2 separate regions of the Gossypium hirsutum genome follow, and region 1 is linked to region 2. The links are chromatin contacts, called in public Hi-C maps. All regions are on one chromosome and are shown on one strand. Each heading gives the region's core, a stretch centred on a gene start, on an enhancer-like site or on the middle of the called end of the contact. The rest is flanking DNA. Distances are from core to core; before and after follow the strand shown. Region 1 has its middle 47 kb from the start of LOC121230015. Region 2 holds the start of LOC107957027 (transcription factor TCP20).

What was found. Hi-C and Micro-C count contacts between places; a contact is called where the count stands out from the background.
Region 1: a contact with region 2 is called in a Hi-C map of leaf, with 4 times the contacts expected there. The contact joins the enhancer-like site here to the promoter of LOC107957027 in region 2. A contact is called at or near these places in 9 of 34 Hi-C or Micro-C datasets (callus, cotyledon, hypocotyl and 3 more).

Annotation. Positions count from the first base shown.
Region 1 is chrA05:83,402,101-83,408,367 of Gossypium_hirsutum_v2.1, reverse strand. No RefSeq gene overlaps it. Among protein-coding and RNA genes, the nearest start is that of LOC121230015, 47 kb to the left of the region's middle. Within about 2 kb of position 2,302, at least 5 of the 9 cell types and tissues checked have an H3K27ac peak or open chromatin away from gene starts, as enhancers often do. A contact at or near this core is called in hypocotyl and leaf, where this site is marked.
Region 2 is chrA05:83,268,597-83,275,048 of Gossypium_hirsutum_v2.1, reverse strand. It overlaps LOC107957027 (transcription factor TCP20), which reads left to right and starts at 3,428. Exons shown (of 2, transcript XM_016892451.2): 1 at 3,428-4,900; 2 at 5,005-5,345. The coding sequence starts at 3,775. The coding sequence ends at 4,677.

The sequences.
Region 1 (6,267 bases), core at 1,053-3,552, 130 kb before region 2:
AAAATTGGCAAAACTTCCAAAAATGTTTAGAAAACTTAAACTCAGAATCACTTAACTCAAACCCAAAATTTGAATTCACAATCGTGTTTTGAGAACATTGATTTTAACAAATCATTTCCAGCTTAAAGACAAACACTCGTTAAAACTATTTGTTTATTTACAGAAAAACACTTTAGGGGTTACTTAATTTTGCAGCGAAAAATTTTCCAGAGTTTTAATTTTGAAAATTGAATTTTAATTTTTTAACCCGCGAGGTTTTGCAATTTCATGCTAAACTACTCAAAAAGAAACAAATAGAACACAAACTAAAAATAAAGTCTAAACAAATTTATAGCCCAAAATAATTAAAAACATAAATTATCTTATTTTATAAACTGAGAATTAATCTGAGCTCCTGCACGCCGTTCGGTCCTAAGTATAAAGGTTACTTGAAAAGTCAGAGATTAAACAAAGGGGTTAGCTATAAAGCTTAGTGTGCAACAAACTCAAATAAAACAACGAAAAATTAACAAAATCATAGAGAATTTCATAACAATCATGTGAGCAAATTGAGAATGCGTGCTTATGCCATTGCAATATTTTTCAGAAAATGTAATGCATGTTTTATTAAAAAAAATCCTACCCAACTCCGCTATACACCAAATAGAGTTTCCCAGACTCGTCCATCCCATCACACCAACAGAATAATTATGGTCAATGTCACTAAAGGTTGCAGTTAAAAACTACCAAATCGGATATATGTGGACAAGTCACTATATTGCAATCAAGCTGCCATAACAACATATGTGTTTGGTCGAGCCACCATAAATGTAGACATACTGCCAGATAGAAATGTGGATAAACCACTAGATAATGCAAATCATTAAACTGCCAGAACTTCCTCCATATCATAATATCCCAACCCCATGCAACCTGACATGGCATGCATAAACTGAAATAGAATGGTAAGCATGTTGAACATGCATTCATATTATTGATAGAAACCAGTAAGCATGTGATTTCATGCTTTGCAGATAGATATATCATAATTACATATCACCTTAACAAGAAAAGCCACAATGTCACATGCATGGTCACAAAGCCGATTCAAAAATACAAATTAACATAATCGTACATCATACATACATATACAGATATGGCGAATCAAGACATACCATTAGAACTATCAGTATCAAGTCATACAAATATATATTACACATACCATAAACACATCAACACAGACGCATATTTACATATACCTTGTTTTCAAGTCTTATTTAAGCAGTATGAACCCTATGGAGAGGCTAATTATGATTCACGGATCAAATCAGGCCAAAATGGAAATTTTAAAAAATGGGCCCACATGGTCATGTGGCCCACACGGCCCAAATAGCCTAGCAAACTTACTCCACAATCGCGAAAACTCGACAACAAACAGACAATCTAACCCCAAAATACTTACCTCGCACAGTTCTCACGAACTAATTAGCAAGAGGGTGAAAATTTTTGAAAATAACAGGAAAAAAGGTAGAAAATCCAAAGGAATTAAAGAACAAATAGAAAGAAGAGACGATATAAGAAAAAACAAGAAAACCAAAATGGGAAAAGGTGAAAGAGATAAAAAATAAAAGAAAAGAAAAAGAATAATAATGGGGTGAGGGAAACGTGGAGCAAAACAAACAATTTGTTTTTGGAAAATTCAAAAATTTAAAAAATAATAATAGATGATAATAACTAACCAACAAATTTTGTTTTGATTAACTATCGGTTTTTCCCAAAGTTTAAATTTAACTCAATAACTGACACAAGGCAACGTAATGCCAGGAACTAAAAATTTAATTTTGTTTTACTTATGTAAGAATTTGAACACAAGACCAAAGGGTAAACTAAAGCCTTATCACTGAACCAACAGGTTCATTCTTGTTGTTATTTGTGCAAAAATAAAACATAAACCAGATGCTCAAGGATCAAGGGTAAGACAAAAATAACTAAAATTTTAAAGAGCATTATTTAAACATAGAATCTCACACCCAAGCACAACTCTCAACTACTGAACCACGTTAAATTTCCTTAACAAAATTTTTACATTCTTAACTCAAAACCAATAAGTGACAACTCTCGACTTCACTAACTCAATATTTTCTAACCCAATTTTTGGGATATGACAAATATTCTCACCAAACCGTATCACATGGTTTTTCTCCTTGCCTAGGCTAGTTTCAACTGCTATGGTTCCAAATTGGTAAAGACATTACCCATTGTAGATGTATGAGCTCCTATCAATGACCCATCATCAAATCCCACATTCTCTTGGACTACAGATGGGTTAGCCCTATTAATATTCATAGGCATAAGGACCATAACAGGTTTCTTTGGCCCACTAAATAATACCCCTTTCCCTTTGGCCCGATCTCCTAGTTTCTTGCTTAACCCATCTGCCTTTCCCTTAAAAGCGAAACATGCGTTCACACTAGTGACGTTACTATCTTTTTGCATTAAAACTTGAGATTTTTTTTCGTGATCGGCGACTTCTTCAATTGCTCCCTGATTTTGGGTTCTAACTAAAACTGAAAATCTTGACTCATGAAATTTCGGCATCTAATCATGTGTTTTACTCTCTTCCATTACGAGCTTTTCGTCTTTGCTTCCTTCCCACAAGCATCCAAGACCCAAACTTCTCTACTCTGTAGTTCAACTCTACCGTATCAAAATTCTTCCGTGAATCATCTTCTCTTCCCTTATCACGGCCGCCTAACGACGGACAAACGTCTTGGACATGATCGTATCTACCACATCCAAAGCAAACGTTTGGTAAAGCCTCATATTCCACTCTTTGGAGAGTGCCATCAATTATGATCTTTGGCTTCGACCAAACTTCCCGATTCACATAGATTGTCATTCTCACAAAGTGGCCCCGCGATCCATTTTCTGCATTATAATCAATTTTCACAACTCGTCCAATCTCATCTTTCATTCAAATTTTTTTCCTTTACCCATCAGATCAATGGAATTTATGTATATGCAACCAATATGACATTGTTTCAAAATGAAATAATTGGTAGTAGTAAAGAACAAAGAAAAAAAATGAAAGAAAAATTAAAAACTAATTTATACAATTATTTTAATAAGTAATATCTTCAACCTTTTGCTTTTATCTTTTAAATTGCTGTCTTTTGTAGAGAAAAAAACAAAATATAAAATCAAAAGAGAAAGAGATAGTTGATATATTGCTCAAACGTGTAGATGGTATGCAAGGATAATGGTTAGGTCCATGTATATCTTATCAAAAAGAGGCATTTGGTAAGAGATTCTGGCTTTTTTGGTGCTCATCAATTGGTGGGTCTCTCTCCAATTCTAATTATGTGCTGCAACTTTCTTTCACGTTGATGAACAACCCAGCACCAAGTTGCAGTATTGTACAACTTAACAGTAGTATTGTACAAGAAATATTAATTCGATGAAGAAATAAACTAGCTAGAGGCCTATCAACTTTCACTTGAAAGTTTGCTACTATGGGTATATAATTTCCAATTTAGATCATCATGCCTTTGCTAAATGCTTAAAAAAAGACAATAAACAATTACACTTTGTATGCATTGCATGCCAGCCAAATAGCTATAAATGTTTGTTTATTTGCTTTCGAATTATTAGGCCTTGGAATTATTTACCAAAACGAATTGCTATGTTGGTGAGAGCTTGGCATTCAAATGGGGGGAAGAAACAAAACTTTTGATAAGGATTGGAGTAGGAATGGAAAATTATTAAAAAAACAAAGAAAGATCCAAGCTAATCACAATTCTTAATAGGAACATTAAGTGTTAAAAGAAAATAATAAAGAAATAAAAAATTAGATGTTTTACCTTACCATTCAATGTTTGAATTCATGTGAGGTTGGCTTTGATAATTTTCTTTCCACAGTTAAGCTAAGCTTTCAAAGAGGGGAGGTCCCCTTTGTCTACATGATAGGAAGCACGTCTGACAAGCAATGCAATCTCTAACATAGACATATACCCATTCTAACCATAGTCATCTTCACAACCCAAAGGAATTGCTCTTCTCCACATCTAAACGAAGTGCTCAAATTCTATAAAATTATATTGTAGACTGAAATTTCTTTTTGGCAAATTTAATCTCTCTACTATAGTTTTCATTTTTTTCTCTTACTTTTAAATACACATTTTCGATTCGGATGCAAATTTGATAAAATAATTTAATGTAGTTGTGTTTTTTAAATGCAGTGGTTTTACATATATACATTATTATTTTTTGTACAAATAAAAAACTTATTTACATTTTAAAAGAATTAACAGTAAATATTAGCTTTAGGACTAAAATTACATATTTTAAAAAGTAGAGAGATTAGAAAGTATCAAATTATAGTAAATGAATTAAATTTACAAAAAGAAAAAAGAGAGAAAACATAGTACAAGAATCTTTTGTAAAACTTGACCTAACAAAATTATAAGGTTTTTTTTTTTGGATACATCTCCTAAACCTATAAACCTCAAATCCTAAGAGTTTAAACACATTTAAGTGAATTTGAACTCACTATTTTTAAATTACTGTAACAATAATAATACTAAATGAGTTTATAGTAAGTCGACAGGCCATACCTTAAAAAAGAAAAAGAAAAAAAAGTATGTACACAGTAAAAAGGAGAAGTAAATAATAAATAAATATATCTATATATGCCCTCATTTCTTCAATGATCCATCCCAAAACCATCCTCAAGTTGCTTAATAATCAAGTTTGGGAGAATGATTAAAGAAAAGGGAGAAAACTAACTGAAAGGGGATTTGTATGTGATGCAATGATATCCCCACTATGGTGACCAAGAATTGCATGGATTATATATTCATATTCATACGAATAAAGACAAAGTTTTGTGATACAGATACCATGTAAGTCATTATCATGGACATGAAGTGATTTAAGCTTAAATACAACTTATTCTGTTTTTTTTTTTGTTTAAAAACAATAGATTGCATGATTTAATTAAATTAGACACTAGTTGAAATATAAGTTATTCTTCTTCTGATATAATCATTGTTGAAATTCAATAGCGAAAAAGGGTCCCAAAAATTATGCCATGCCAACCGGAAAGTAAAAGTGAGCTTGGACCAATTACCTCAACAAAAGAATTCATATCTTGCCCCATATGAAGCAAAAGTGGTTAGATTTTGTTGACCAAAGAAAGGAAATACAGTTGTTAGATTTATGATCACTGCATGATTTGATTCAACTTGAGAAATAAAAGATGGGGAGATATTAGATTTCAGTTTTGCAGTCTAATTCGGGTGACTTGTATAAGGATAGAACTCGTGATTGGTTTGAATTAAAGATTTAAATGGAAAATATTCACCATATCATTATTATTTTCAAGTTGCTGTGAAATTGTAATATACCAATTACAATAACATCACTACATTTGGTTTAGCTATCGTGATCAAGTTTTAAAAGGATTAAGATATAAAGTTGGGAGTTTTCTATTCAATCATATAGGCTAAATATATTAATAAAATAATGGACACCAGATATGGAACAAATCGCTTTCAAAGCAAGAAATAAAAAAATATTCTTACAGTTAACTATTTAAGAAATGAAATTGGACACCGTAGTCTTTTTTCTCAAGCTGTAATTCGCATCCACTAAATCTAATAATTTAGAGACTTTAACAAGTGTGTTTTACTTTCCCTTACCTTATTAAACTTTAGAAATGCAAGTAAGCTAAACCAACTTAAGCATTCCCTCTTTCATTTTATTAAAAGAATATTTTTCAAATAATCATTCCGTTTAATTTTCTCTATTTTCTTAACCCCCAAAGTTTATGTTTGAGGATCCTATGTGCTCAAAATGACATTGTGTAAAAAAATGAAAAGGGTGTTTTAAGAAATGTGCAAATCATCGTCCTCCTTCATACAATTTCTGTGAACAAGTTGATGAGTCTTCAAGTGTCAATTTCTAGAGAAATATCATATTTGATGAGGTATCACTCCATGTTTGATGTGAATTTTGAATTGTCAGAACTGAGCAACACTTGACTAGGGACCCACTTATGTAGTGCAGGATCACTAAATTCAACAAATGTATTCATTTTTTTTGGGCAGATTTTGACGTTTGAGGGTTCCCATGATTAATTTCATTTTTACAAAATTTTTAACTTTATTTTTTGATAATGTATGAGAAGGATGACCTCAAAGGGTTAGAAAGGTTACCATCCAAACAGACAATCAAGTCCTTTGCAAGAACCAAAATATATTGTAAATAATATTTTAAGTTTGAGATTTG
Region 2 (6,452 bases), core at 2,179-4,678:
CACAACTTACCTCGAATTACAAAATATAGGCGACTAGTCGATTTTAGTCTACTTGCTTAGCCTTCCCCCGGTCTAGGTTTGGATTTTGTAATTCTTGACCTATAATGATAAAAATTCAAAAATTTAATCATTTTATCAATCTAGGTACTCAACAATGTATAATGGGGCAAAATGACCATTTTGCTCTTAGACTTTCACAAAATAACCATTTTACCCTTAGACCCGAAACTCGATTTTTATCATATTTTCTCCTTAACCAAGCCTAACCAACCATTTATTACTCTTATGACAACCCCAAATTTCCAATATTTCACAACATTATTATCTATTTTACAAACTGTACAAAATGGTCCTATTAGGGCTTTCATGAGAAGTCCCTTCACAAAAGTTGTTTATTTCACAACCATGATTCATTTTATTCCATAAAATTTCAAAAAACAACATGAACACACTCATGGTAAAACCCTAGACTTTTAACCATTTTGCAAAATAGTCCCCTCATTTGAAAGTTCATGCTACAAGGGTTTCAAAAATACAAAAATTATAAAGAAAAGTCATCAAAACCACTTACTTGTAGGGAGATTAAGTGGATGAAATTTTTCAAGCTTCCAAAACCCTCCTATGGCTGATATTTTCGATCAAGAAGAAAGGATGAATGAATAAGATGAAAGCTAGGCTGAAGGCTAGGCTTTAGGGTATTATTTTATCACACATTAGGTCATCAAATACCTAACACTTTGACTATTTTATTTTCTTTGTCTTATGGTCGGCCAAGCCTCTCTAAAGGGTCTAATTTCCCTTTAAAGACCCCAAATTTTAGTTTCATGGCAATTTAACACCCTTAGCTATCAAATCAAGACTGTTGCACCATATGCGATTTAGTCCTTTTTTGTAATTCAGCATGAAATCCCTAAAATTACTTCACCAAATTTTTCATGCACTAATATAAACATGCTATAACTCTAAAATAATAATAAAATAATTTTTTTGACTTCGAATTGGTGGTCTCAAAACCACCATTCCGACTGAGCCCAAAATCAGGCTGTTACACCTTCAGTGATGGAAAAAAGGGCAAGATACTTTGCAAAGATATGCTTAACATAGGAGGAATAATAGAAATTCAAAATGAGTTCCTTGTGGAGGGATTAAAAGCTAAGCGAGATATCCCAAGTTTATGACTAGGGTATGTTGGTAAATTTTATCAGGAAGAGTTGCAAAGTGATTGACAAGTAAGATAAGTTACAAATCAATCTACAATTGTTATAGGATGATGAAACCACTCACTTATAATCAAAATAGGTTTTCAAATATTGAGTTATGGCATGAGGTAATAGGCCATGTACATTTCAAAGGATTACAAAGATTGATAATATATAATCTTTTTAAAGGACTACCAAAGTTAGAGGGAGTAATTCCAAATATGTGTGGTGAGTGCTTAAAGAGGAAGTAATAGTGTGAGTCACTTCCCAATTATAATTGATTCAAACAATTGAACCTTTAAAGCTTCTATAAATGAATTTGATAGGGTCAATGAAGATTTAAAGCTTAGGATGTAAAAGATATGTTCTTGTAAGTGTAGATGACTATTCCATGTTTACATAGGTAAGATTCTTGTGTGAAAAGTTCAACACATCTGATGCCTTCAAGAAACTGTGTAAAAAAGCTGAGAATGAAAATTGTTATCTTATTGGGAAAATTGTTAGGATGCATGACCAAGTAGAGGAATTTGAGAATGAATAATTCTCATATATTTTTGACAATACGACATTCAACATGAGTTTTTTGGTCCAAAAACTCCATAACAGAACGAGATTATTAAGAGTAACAATAGGACAATTTAGGATATTGCTCGTGTTATGCTAAGTGCCATGGGAATTTCTCACAGGTTTTAGGTAGAAGCTATTGATATAACTTACCATATGATTAATAGTCTTGTAGAGGCCAAAGACTAAAATGACACCTTATGAGATGTGTAGAGGAGGGAAGTTAGTAATTGGTACTTCCATGTGTTTGGGAGTGTCTAATACATTCAATAAACTTTATAACTATATGATAATAACATATCAATAAATGATTTATAGAAGTAGTAATACTAATAGTAGCTAAAAAATAGTAGAAAAGATGTTATAATAGTACATTATTGACAGTATATGAATAAATTATTTTTTATATTATCAAAGTGAAATTATACTTCAAGCTTTATAATATAAAAAATAATAAGTTAATTTACTAAGTTATACATTTTAGATTTAAATTTTTCTTAATATGCTAAGTCATAATTAATTCTCAACTAATATATAGTATAGAAGTAAATAATAATATTTTATAACAAATTAATTACATAATTATAAAATCAATAAGTGGTTGGAAGAAGTGGACTAAATTCGAATTTTGGAGTCGATATCCTTGAGAAGGCTTTACTTGAATATCACTTTGCCCGATCAAGATTAATCTCACTGTAAAATAAATCAAAACACATGTAGTTATACCAAAAAAAATCATAATCATTATTTTGATTGAAATATAATATTTATTTCTTTAAAAATATAATATTTATATTTTAAATAATTCAAGTTTAAATTGTTATAGAAAAATTAAAATAAAAAAAAATATTACATTCCTTTTTATTGATATTATTATATTGATTTATATTTTAAAATTCATATTAATAATAAATACATAGATAATTAGTTTTAACCATGTAAACGTGATATCATTAAATCATTATTTATTTTATTTATTTTATAATACCACATAGATATTATTAAAATTAATTATCCATATTATATAAAAATTATTTAATATACTATTGAGTTTTAAAACTTCACAAATAGGTGCAGAGGCGAATCTCGGGGCTGGCATAGGTCCCGTCCTCTTAAAATAAAAAATTATTATTTAGGCCTTCTAATTTTTTTAAAAAATTTTAAATTAATAAAGGTAAAATTACACTTTTACTCTCTAAAATTATAAAAATTCGATTTAATTTTTTAAAAATTATAAATATATAGACTATAAAAAATTAAAATTATTTTGCCCCTAAAAAATTGTTCTAGCTTCGTTACTAAACAAGTGATTGACAAGTATCGTGTAAAAATATAATGAAACATTCAAAAATAAATATTTTAAAAAATAAATATAAAATTTTAAAATTATTTATAAAATAAATAAAAATTTACCCTTATTATATTGCTTTTATTATAATGTAGGGTGAAGGTGTGATGAAGAGAAATGGAAGAAATCCATCAATCTATGGATATTACATATGGTTATATGGGGATGCGTGAATATCTTATTTATAATTTTGAAATTGTAATTTATAATAATAATTATTGTAAATGATATATTCTGTGCGAATTAGTGTCTTCAGGTGAAAATGGCAGTTCAAGTAGCTATCATATCAGAAATGTTAGTCAAAAGCCCCCTTCACTGCAGTGAGAAAAAGGGGAAGTGACGAAGAAAGGAAAGGCTCATGCATTCATACATGAGCCATGGAGAGAGAAAAGAAAGAAAAATGACATCTTGTGAAAACCAAGAATAAAAATTTTGACATTTCGGGAGTGTGGGCTTTGGGATTTCAATATTATAATTATCATAGTTTGTCTTCACATTCCTTGTCAGAGAACAGTGAAAAGTCATCAAAGTCTAGGACTTTTCAGGTCACCTTCTTCAATCAAAGAGGACTCCTCTTTATATATATATATATATATATATATTTTTTTTTTTTTTTGTTCTTTTAATTTGCCCCCACACCCCCCACCCATTTTTTACCTGTTTATGGATCCCAAGGGCGCCAAGCAGCCTCCAGAGGAAGTAGCCAACTTGTTGAGCCTGCCACCCCAACCCCAACAGCAACGGCCTCAAAACATGGGAGAGAATAAAGAAGCAGAAATCAAGGATTTCCAGATTGTGGTTGCAGATAAAGGAGAAGGGAAGAAGCAACAGTTGGCCCCAAAGAGAAGTTCTAACAAAGACAGGCACACCAAAGTTGAAGGAAGAGGTAGAAGGATAAGGATGCCTGCTTTATGTGCTGCTAGAATCTTTCAGTTGACCAGGGAATTGGGTCACAAGTCTGATGGGGAAACAATACAGTGGCTGTTACAACAAGCTGAACCATCAATAATTGCCGCCACTGGGAGCGGAACAATTCCAGCATCAGCTTTGGCTGCAGCTTGGGGCTCAGTTTCACAGCCAGGGGCCTCTCTATCAGCAGGGTTGCACCAAAAGATGGAAGATTTAGGGGGGTCCAGTATAGGATCAGGGAGCAGTAGGACCAGTTGGACAATGGTTGGTGGCAATTTGGGAAGACCCCATCATGTGGCGACCGGGTTATGGCCACCAGTCAGTGGTTTTGGGTTTCAGTCATCATCTGGTCCGTCTACAACAAATTTTGGCAGTGATAGTTCCAATTATCTGCAAAAGCTTGGGTTTCCAGGTTTTGACTTGCCAGCTAGTAACATGGGTCAGATAAGTTTCACCTCAATCTTGGGCGGAGCTAATCAGCAGCTCCCGGGTTTGGAACTTGGGTTATCTCAAGATGGTCATATTGGGGTCTTAAATCCTCATGCTTTGGACCAGATTTATCAGCAGATGGAGCAAGCTCGGATGCAACCCCAACATCAGCATCAGCACCAGCAACAAACCCCTGCTAAGGATGACTCCCAAGGATCGGGCCAGTAAAGTTTTAAACTTTGAGAGCAAGATGAAAAAGAGTAGGATTCCTGAGACACAGGATGGCTTTGTTTTTTCTTGTAATGGTTCAGTATTGTATAATGGGGAAAACCAAAAAAAAAAAATAACAAGTGTGAGAGAAATGGATACTTTTCCTCTCAGAAATCTATGGGGAATAGATTGAGTGGCTTCTTTCTTTCTGCACTGCTTCACCCAAGTTTCCATTACAGAGGTTGTTTCTCTTGATTCATGCCTTCTGTTGAACTTGCATCCTCCGAATTCTTCAGAGAAGTACTAATTCTTTTGTGCTAAACTATTTTACTGTGGAGTGTGCAGGTGGAGCTTTGCGCATCTCAGTAGCTTGGATTTGGGCTCAACTTCTTGTTTGATCCAGGGTGTGTTGATTGTGATGCAAGGCAAATCTAATTGTTTTCTTCTTCACTACGTGTGGATAGATTGGCAACGGTTTGTTTGTGAAATTAAAAATAGGAATTCACAGTAATACATGTCCAGTTTCTTGTTAGATGAAGTAAGATTTCTTGTTTCTCTAAAAGAATATATTCTTGCACATAAAGGGCTAATTATTGATTACACCGTGGGCTCTGGCTGCCAGACCAAGCATGTTTCCTGCTATAGCATGTCATCTATCATATAAGAATCTAGTTCTTTTGTCATCACTTGAAAGTCGCTCCTTTGCAATGATCTTACCTTGTTTGGAAAGCTCTTTAGTGATAGTCCTTTTGTTGAACACCATATATTTCTCTCTAACATCCTAAATTACCATAGGTTCATTTTTTGTTTAAGGAACTTGTATCCACCCACCGCTTGAGCTTGACATATAAAGAGACTTGGCTTAGCATTCATGTATCATAGGATGTGTTATTAACTGTTTATATCTTCCTTGGATGTGCTATCACCAAATTGCCTAAGTAACTTTTCTAAACTGCGCTCTTAGTAAACTCTTGCTCCAGGTACAATGTTTTTAAAGAAACAATTTAGTGGTTGTGGAAAATTAACCTTGATATAAAGCTGATATAAAACCACTTTTTTTTACAAAGTTAACATATTTGATAAAATTTTCTATAAAATACTTGGTGGGACTTTTATCAAAAAAAATACTGTAAGAGTAAAGCTTTAAGGAAATAGTGCAAGAAATGAGAATGACTATATATACCCATGAGATAAAATTACCGTGGTCCTAACAAGTCTAGAGCTTGCAGGTTTAATGTGTACTGAAATAGACATTTCAGGTTAACTTTGTCTTCTACTAGTTCTGTAATTGGATTGAAGCTTTTGCCCTCATATGGTGTTTTTGTAGAGTGTATTTATGTTCCTGTTGGATTTTCCATACTGTATTTATTGTCACTTACTCCTAGTCCTATATGGCAGCCTTTCAGGTTGACTATAGCATGACCATAGGAATCTAAATCTTTTGAATCCCTGCCTGGCCCTTTTTAAGTCACTGAGCATCTCAGCCTCACTTAATGTTGCTTCAAGGTGTCAATTTCATTGTAAAAAAAAGAACCAACAGCTACAAAACTACATGATGTGAAGCAATTCATTGAACAAATCTGATTAAATTTGTGTTCTAAACAACATGGTGTGTATTATATTTAAGCTGAGCATTTTGATTGCATGATATCCACCTGCTGATGTTGAGGGTAGATGGAGGAATACGATGACAACAACATCCATTTGATTTATATTTTAAAGAACAACTAAATCCAAAACTAAGCATTGCTGCATAAAGTATGAAAATGATTTGAGAAAGGTGTAGGAGGAGG